Linked DNA regions of Sus scrofa: regions 2 and 3 are each linked to region 1. Evidence: chromatin contacts called from public promoter capture Hi-C data. All regions are on one chromosome and are shown on one strand. The core of a region is the stretch at or near the end of the contact, and the rest is flanking DNA. Distances in the headings are between cores, read along the strand shown. Region 1 holds the start of BRWD1 (bromodomain and WD repeat-containing protein 1). Region 2 holds the start of WRB (tryptophan rich basic protein). Region 3 holds the start of PSMG1 (proteasome assembly chaperone 1).

The links. Promoter capture Hi-C pulls out the DNA fragments that hold promoters and counts their contacts.
Region 2: a contact with region 1 is called in a promoter capture Hi-C map of fetal liver, with 3 times the contacts expected there. The contact joins the promoter of WRB here to the promoter of BRWD1 in region 1. A contact is called at or near these places in 3 of 5 promoter capture datasets (fetal liver, fetal skeletal muscle and liver), 15 of 47 Hi-C or Micro-C datasets (adipocytes, alveolar macrophages, embryonic fibroblasts and 9 more) and 2 of 2 datasets of contacts at active chromatin or transcription factors (alveolar macrophages and skeletal muscle).
Region 3: a contact with region 1 is called in a promoter capture Hi-C map of fetal liver, with 2.9 times the contacts expected there. The contact joins the promoter of PSMG1 here to the promoter of BRWD1 in region 1. A contact is called at or near these places in 2 of 5 promoter capture datasets (fetal liver and liver) and 2 of 47 Hi-C or Micro-C datasets (heart right ventricle and liver).

The regions. Positions count from the first base shown.
Region 1 is chr13:202,895,078-202,897,851 of Sscrofa11.1, reverse strand. BRWD1 (bromodomain and WD repeat-containing protein 1) reads left to right here and starts at 1,307. Exons shown (of 42, transcript XM_021070988.1): 1 at 1,307-1,497; 2 at 1,599-1,657; 3 at 1,797-1,826; 4 at 2,003-2,062. The coding sequence starts at 1,449.
Region 2 is chr13:202,961,053-202,963,975 of Sscrofa11.1, reverse strand. WRB (tryptophan rich basic protein) reads right to left here and starts at 1,286. Exons shown (of 5, transcript NM_001244308.1): 1 at 1,135-1,286. The coding sequence starts at 1,236.
Region 3 is chr13:202,774,249-202,776,951 of Sscrofa11.1, reverse strand. PSMG1 (proteasome assembly chaperone 1) reads left to right here and starts at 1,353. Exons shown (of 7, transcript NM_001244457.1): 1 at 1,353-1,528. The coding sequence starts at 1,395. It overlaps BRWD1 (bromodomain and WD repeat-containing protein 1), which reads left to right. Exons shown (of 42, transcript XM_021070988.1): 42 at 1-912.

The DNA of each region.
Region 1 (2,774 bases), core at 58-2,557:
TAACCCATTATGGTCCCCCTATGAAGTGGGCACACATACTATCTACAGCTTACAGGTGAGGAAAATAGAAGCTCAGAGGTTGTGACGTGCTCAAAGTCACACTTTCAGCGGGTAAAGGCCCAGGGTTAGTCCCAACCCAGAGTCTGATCTGAACCCAAATGTTTCATCTCTTGAAGCTCTGGAGGTTATCAGACTGCCTAGGAACTGGAATTACAACGTCTGCTCCATAGGGCCCGGTTTTGCTCCCTGCTGTGCTTTAGGGCTCAGAATAGGGCAAACCGGGTACGTTGGCCGAAGGAATGTGGTTAGATTAGAAGCCCGCCACGGGCATTAAGGGAATTTTGGGGGACCCTGGTCCACTGCTCCAACCTCAAGTCCTACGACTGTTTCCCAAGAGAATCCCACTTGCCCACGGCTCCCCGCGGGCGTCCCCCGAGAGGTGGCCGCTGCGTGTCTGCACTGCCCGCTTCCTCCCACCCTCCTCGCCCGGCTAGGTCGTCGCCGGCCCTGGGCTGCTCCCTCCTAGCCAGGTTTACATCCTCTGCGATGCACTGCGTTTTCTTTGACCCTTTCTCGGGGGCTGCGGGCTCCGGCAGGACTGCGGCTCTGTCCCACGGCTCTCCTTCCCCCGCATGCGGCAACCCGGCTCTGCCCTCCGAGCCAGAGAGTCAGCGTCCGCGGACCCCTGGCCTCCCCATCCCGCGGCGTTCCTCACTCCTCCTCCCCTCCCGGCGGAAAGCTTCTCGGCCCGGCGTTCTCATCTGGGTGGCACGATCTCGGTTTTAAGGGTGTTCCGTCCTCGAAGCGAACCATCTTTCCCGGGGGGCAGACACACTGGCCCCGGATGAGCGTCCGTGAGTGTCCCTTCCGAGAGCCCGAAGCGGGCGACCCCGCCGCACCCGCTGCGGGTCCTGGGCCCCTGACGTCCCGGATGGAGACGCTGGGTTCCGGCCGGGGGAGCGAGGACCTGTCCCCGTCCCTGCCCCCACCGCGGCCCCCGCCCGACCTCCGCCCCCGGCGCCCGCCCCGCCGCGCAGCCGGGCCGCCGCCTCACAATGGCCGGGAGCCGCTTCACCGCGCGCAGGGATCCCGGCCACGCGCGCGCCCCTCCCCCACCGGCCGCCCGAGCCGGGCCCGGCCCCCAGCGCACACAGTGTCCTCTCTGCGCCCCCCGAGGGAGAGGAGAGGGAGGCGAGGCTCGCCCTTCCTGGCGGGGTCGGACCGTCGTTCGTCCGGTGGCACGGGCGGCGCCCACAGAGGGACTACTTTCTCTCCCCTGGAGGCACTACTTCGCGGAGGCGTCGGCGCTGGCGGCGCGCACGGCATGGCGGCGGCGGCGGCGGCGGCAGCGGCGGCGCGCCTGAGGTAGAGGAACGCCGGCCCGGTCAGGCCTCGGCGCGGCCTACACGCTTCGCTCGCCCGCTCCCGCCCCGGCCCCGCGCCCGGCCATGGCGGAGCCCTCGCCCGCCCGACGCCCGGTGCCCCTCATCGAGTCGGGTAAGACGCGCCGCCCGCGCCCTCCCCGCGGCGCCCCCGCCCCGGCCCCCTCCCCGCCACCCTCCCGCCCGCGCCTGACCCGACTCCCCGTCTCCCCGCAGAGCTGTACTTCCTCATCGCCCGGTACCTATCGGCCGGCCCGTGTCGGAGAGCCGCCCAGGTGAGTGCGGGCCCGCGGGCGGCGGCGGCCGCGCCCCGGGGGTCCCGGCCCCGCCGCCGCCTGGGGTCTCGGGAGGAGGGCGCCGGGCGGACCGGGGTGCGGCCCCCGCCCCCCTAACTGCGCGTCTCGTCGGCTGCAGGTGCTGGTGCAGGAGCTGGAGCAGTACCAGGTCTGTGCTTCGCGGCCTCGCCCACGCCCGTCCCGCCGCGTCCCCTGCGTCCCCTCCCGGCCCTGCCTGGGGCCGCTCGTCCGGCTCCCCGCCCCGCGTCCCCGCCGCCCCCCACCCCGTTGCGCCCCGCCACCCCCCGCTCGGTGGTCACTCGTGTGCATCTTGGGTCTTTGCAGCTGCTGCCGAAGAGGTTGGATTGGGAGGGCAACGAGCACAACAGGAGCTACGAGGAATTGGTGAGACTTTTGACATTTCCATCCCGGTGTTTCCGAGCACCCGCCCCCCGCCCCCTTTTCGGGGCTCCCGCCGGAGGGGCGAAGTGACCGAGCCGCGCGCGGAGGGGGCGGCCAGGCGGCCGAGGCATCCCTGGGACAGCGGGACCGCCTCCCGTAGGCTTTGTTTTGCTTTGGGGAGGCCGGGTTTGTTTGGGTAGGAAACGGCCCTGGGGGGCGGCCGGGTGGAGGTGGGGGCGACCTGCGCCGCGGTTTGTGGCGGGGTGGGTCCCCAGGTGCGGCTGCCTATGGTGAGAGCCGGGGGCTCGCCAGCCATTCAGCGAGCTGCTCTCAGCCGTGTTTGTCCTGAACCCGACTTGTAACTCGACCTTTGATTGGTCTTCCTCCTTTTGCCCCGCCCAGATCTTCCAACCACTTGTTCCCTAGGAATAGAAGCGTTGGTGTTTGAAAGGTGGAGGAAGGTTCCTCTCTAGCTTTTGGTTTATTTTGTTTTTTTCTTTTTTCCTCCGCGGAGTAATAAAAACCCTGCTGCTTTGAGACTGTGCCACTCCTGCAATACTTTCGCCGTTCTAAACTGTGTTACACTTGTTGAATGCCTTGGGAAATTTTGATAAACTTTTATAATGCTCTTGCTGTGCATAACTTAATATAGGCTCTAACTATGTAGTTTCTCTTTCTGGAGCACCGTTAACGGAGATTGCAGTTCTCTTTTCAT
Region 2 (2,923 bases), core at 37-2,536, 66 kb before region 1:
CGCTCCCATTGTGGGCATAAAGATTGTGCCCTTCCCCAGAGGACAGCTCCCCACCTACACACACACACACACACACACCCCTACACCTCCATCAAATGTGCCACCAAACGCCCCCCCCCCATTCTTTTTCCAAAAGGCAGAGGAGCAGACCTAGGAGAATCACAAATCAGGGATGAAATCCGCCCCCTCCAGCAGTCACTAGCTGCAAGACTTAACACAATTAAACAGATTCAGGGAGTTCTCTGATGGACTGGCGGATTGAGGTGCCTGCGTTCTCACCTGTGGCTCCGGTGGCTGCTGTGTGGCTTCGGTTCGATCCCTGACCCAGGAATTCCCACATACTGCCTGTGTGGCAAAAAAGAAAAGAAAAGAAAAATCCACGAGAGCACCTAAAATAAACGTTGCAACTCTCATTTAAAAAAAAAAAAAAAAAAGAAAAGAAAAAAACTAGACGGAGTCAGACTCCTCCTCTGGAACATACAGCAGGACGGGGTGACAATCACAGCAGCTGTGGCACCTACACACGAGGTAACGTACTCGCGATGCGCGAAACGCCCCGCAGAGAGAGCGCTCCCACGTGCCTGCCATTCCTCTGGGTACACAAAACATCACAGAACACTGAGATTCTCTGTCTACACCGTCTCCCACCCTACCCGCCCCAAGAATGCGGGGCTCCTGCACCCTGAGGTCCATCCCCCAGGACCTGGCACAGCTGGCCCTGCACGCGAGAAGGCGAGACTTCCCGAAAGCCCTAGACGCCCTGCTTGCAGGCACTGGGCCCCCAGCAGCCAAGGCTGCCGGATGCCTCCAGGGCCCGGGGGATAACGGAAATGCGCGCGGCTGGCAGAAAGGCACTGAGGACCGCCGCCACGTGAAAACTGACCAAGATCTGCCAGGTGTGTCTTCTTTTCCGCCCCAAGAATCCAGAAATCCGGATCTGGGGGGAAAGCTTTACAGCTTTCAGAGGAGAGCAGCCAACTCGAAAATATCTCAAAACAGAACCGCCCGCCCAAGAAGCCTCTGCAGGCCGAAACCAGCCCTCCGGCGGCCAGCTCGAGACCCCTGTGTCTACACCGGGCTCGCCGAGGGCTTGGGCGGCGACCCCACCGGCCCCTGGAGGGCCAGGCCACTTACGAAGGAGGAGAAGGACGGGAGGAGGATCCTGAGTACATTGCACCCAAACACGAAGCTGAGCACCAGCAGCCACGCCCAGCGGTCGGCCTCCGCCGCGCTCATGTCCTTCGCTCGCGGCGGCGCCAGCCCCGCTACTGCGGCTCCATGGGGACCACGCCGACCGCCGCGCCTGCGCAGTGAGCCCCACGCGCCCCCAGGCGCGACGCCGCACCTGCGCACTGCGCCGCACTCGAGGGGGCGGGGCCGCCTCTTCCTCCGGGTCCTGGTTCGCGTCCGCCTTCGCCTTGGCCTTGGCCTTCCCGGCTTCCGTAGCTGCTCTCACCCTCTCTCCCCCCAACCCCGTGGAACCTGTTTTCCAAATTCTCGCGGTTGCGACGCCAACGTCTTTCTAGTTTTGTTATATCTGCACACCAGCTGTGTTATTATGTAATTAATACTTTCTTTAAATTGCATCATCTTTATTCCTAAATAAATTTATTTTTAAACAAATCTTTTCATAAATAGAAAACTACTGTAATTATAGAGGCAAGTAACCACGAAAAGAAAAAGGTTTTGTAAGCGGTTATTAGTGAGTTGTTAATGTTTACATTTCCAAACCCAACACTAACAAAGCAATTACAAAACTGCATACCTGAAAAATAAGTATTAATTTTAAAGGCACCGTTTACATTTAGCCTGAAATAAAGTAACTTTTACTTTACAGTAAAAGAATCACAATTCACGCTTATGTGTAGTAGATAAAGCAAAAGGTGGTTGGCTCTCTCTTCTACCATGGTTGGCGTCTGAGAACTAAATCCCAATCAAAATGAATTGAGGACCTGGGAGTCTACGATTTTTTTTTTTTTTTTTTTTTTTTTTGCTTTTTAGGGTTGCACCAGCAGCATATGGAGGTTCCCAGGCTGGGAGTCCAATCAGATCTACAGCTGCCGGCCTACCCCACAGCCACAGCAATGTGGGATCCCAGCCACGTCTGTGACCTACACCACAGCTCACAGCAATGCCAGATCCTTAACCCGTTGAGTGAGGCCAGGGATCGAACCTGCAACTTCATAGTTCCTAGTCAGATTCACTTCCACTGTGCCACCAGGAGAACTCCCAAATTTCTGATTAAAGAAAACACGTGAAGCAAAACTACTCAATGACAGTAGACTGAATCATTTCCATGGAAAGGTTTCTTGGCCAGTAGGTGATGTGGAACCGACTGAAACAGAAGACAGTCTTGGAGCCTGCTCCTCTTCCATAGCCTCCTTCGTCCCGCTGGGCTAACCAAAGCTGTAGCCAAACTCCTGGCTCCTGTGCTTGCTAGAGGTTTAGAAGACTTGAAAGTAAAACCACCTGGTGAAAAGCGATGGCAGACCCTCCTGACTCCACTCCCCCACCCCGACTCTGCCTTCAGGCCTGGGGGGAAAGTACAGCCAGCTCCCCACCCCTGCCTCACCCCACCACAGTACACATCCCCCAGGAGAAGGAGCATGGATTCCTAGTGAGGCAAAAATTTGACAAAAACCCTGGGTATTCGCCTTGACTGCGCAGCAGTGGGGGAGATGACCAGCAGCAAGGGGCCTGCAAAGGCAACTCAGAACACTCAGCTCTCTCCTATTGCACCCTTTGGGCAGCTCTCAAAAAGGGCACTAACAATTGGCAGCTGAATTTGTCTATTAATACATGGAAGGAAAGTGTCAAAATCAGAACATCTCAGTATGAATCAATATATATCTGGGAATTCCCCTTGTGGCACAGCGGAAACGAATCTGACTAGGAACCATGAGGTTGTGGGTTCGATCCCTGA
Region 3 (2,703 bases), core at 104-2,603, 120 kb after region 1:
ATGCAGAATTTTAATCATGGTTAAATGTGCTGTCATTATTCTAGTTATCATTTTTGTCAGCTTTCCAGAAATGATTACTTCGTAATGTAACGAAATCCAGTTGAGGCTAAAAAGGAAGTTATTTTATTCCACAAAAGGACTAAGACAAAGTAATACCCAAACTTTTATTCTGCAATTCATTCTATAAAGTCAAATAACCCAGGAGTGTTAATGCAGTTTTAAAATATTGCACAGATAATCTTGCATATTCTAGCTCACTGACTATACCCAAAATTTCCTATTCCTACTAGATAGCAGTTTGGTCTTACTATTTATACTTAGGTGTTCAAATCTTGCCTCACAACTGAAAATACTATTTTGCAGTAAGGTGTAAATCGCTAACCACTGGCTTTATGTAAATGCTTTTGTTGATCATTGTTTCTCCACATCTTAAAAAGAGATGTTTCTAAGCAACATACTTCTGATATTTTTTCATCTCGAGGCTGCCCTCACCCCAAATTAGTACTTAACTTTGTGACTCTTTACTGGCAAGTTTCCAGAATGTAAGCAATGCCCTCTAGTTTCAGCACTAGATAAATGGTGTTTTTTTTTGTTGTTGTTGCAATATTGTATTTTTTCATTTTCATTTAAACTGTGGTACAGTGTCCCTTTTTTTCTTCTGCTTGGACTAGTGCTCCGTGAACTGTTTTCCAGCAAAATTGAGAGAAGAGAACCAGTTCAAAAATAATTACATATCTTGCTTATTAATGAAAGGCTATTTAAAGCGAAAACAAATTTTGTATGAAATAGCCAAGTTTTAGAAATGAAGCAACTATTTTTGCATTCTCATGAAATCTTTTAGATTAGCTCGACAATCATCGGCTTTTGAAATGTGAATTCCTACTGCCAGAGTAAAGGCTCATTTTTACAACACTACGAAGCACTGTATTTCTTCCTGCCCTTCCACCCATCCTCTGTCCGCTGTCCCAAGGAGGCGCCAGGCCAGGGGCCGGCACCTACCTGGGGACAGTCAAGGTTTGAAGCCGGGCGCTTAATAAACCACAGCGCATCCCGTCACTCCTAAGCGAGAAGAAACCGCAGAGCTGCGCAAGGAAAGGCGGTCCGGCTGGCCCGGGTCCCCGGCGCGCTGCCGACTAGGGCGGGGGCGGCCGAGCCCCTCCTCTTCCGCGTGGGTTACCTGCAGGGACAGCGGCCCCGCCCCCCGGCTCGCCTGGCCTTTCTAGCCCGCAGTCGTCCGGTCTCTTGGTGGCTCCGGTTTCCGGGGGCGCGAGCCCCAGGTGGGCCAGGGGGCGTGCCCGCAGCCAGGGGCGGGGCGTGGGCGTGGCCCGCGCAGCGCGCATGCGCGGGGCGCATGCGCTGCCTTGTGGCGCCGCAAGCCGGCCGGGAGGGAGATCATGGCGGCCACGTTCTTCGGCGAGGTGGTGAAGGCGCCTTGCCGAGCCGGGACGGAGGATGAGGAGGAGGAAGAAGAGGGGAGGAGGGAGACGCCCGAGGACAGGGAGGTCCGGCGACAGCTGGCACGAAAGAGGTGAGGTGCTGGGCGCGCCGTCGCAGACGCGGGCCGGGCGGGCGCAGGAGCCGGGGCGGCGCGCAGGCCGCAGGTTGCGGCGGGTCCCGGCGGGTCCGGCCGCGCCAGCTGCGGGTGGGCCTGCGGCGGGCTCTCGCGTTCTTTAAAGGCCTCCTTTAGCAGTGATGCGGCGCGTTTCCTGCGGGCTTGTTAGGTTTTCCAGGGTTGCAGGGCAGTCTTCGTGCCCCAGGAGTGTCGTGTGTTTAGTCCACGGACCTAAGACAACTCTTATTAAAAAATTTATCATCTGCTCCACTCCAGTTAGGTAGCAGGATGTGTCAGTACCAGATGGCTCTGTCTTTTTAAAGAAAGTATTATTTCCAAATACACAGTCATTGGAGAGAATAGTAAAACGCTATTTTACGCCCATCCAATCCCATAAGATTGTGCCACAGTTACTTTCTGTCTCACTAGCCCCAGGTGAGTCCCAGTCACCATGGCCTTTCACCTCTGCATTTTACAGAATGCTTCTCCAACGAGCTAGACATCGTACAGATGCTGTCATCATCCGTAATACTTAACAATACTTTTGATTACTATTTAGTAGCCAGTCCACGATCAGGTTTATCCAGTTGTCTTAGATGTGACATTTTACAGTGTTTCTGTAAATCAGAACCCTGACGCAGCCCACACCTTACATTTGGACGTGTTGTCTCTTGAATTTCCTTTCATGTTAGAGCACCTGCCTTCCTTTTTCACGGTTGCTGAGAGGCTGGTTGTCCTCTAGGATGTCTCACGCTCTAGGTTTGTCTCATTGCTTCTTCTTGGTGTCCTTTGTGCAGATGGGTGTATACCCGCTTTGCCTGTTAAGGAAAGTTCTTTCTAGAGGCTTGGTCAATGCTTTGCTGGCGCGAATGCCTCGGAAGTGGTTTTTGCGGTGTCTTACTTCACGCTGTACCCAGTTATCCCACTTTTAGGGATGCTGAGATGGGTTGATCAGCGGGTCACCTGGACAGCCTGATCTGTCTCATACAGTTAGTTCTCTGTGAATGGTTTTACCTATTAATTATTGTTGCACGAATCCACTGTTTCCTTAGGATTGTAATTATTTTCTTTATAAAGTTAAAGTTTGCATTTTTCTTAACACAAAATCATATTTGTTCCCTTTATGTCACACTCTGATACTGAGTATATTT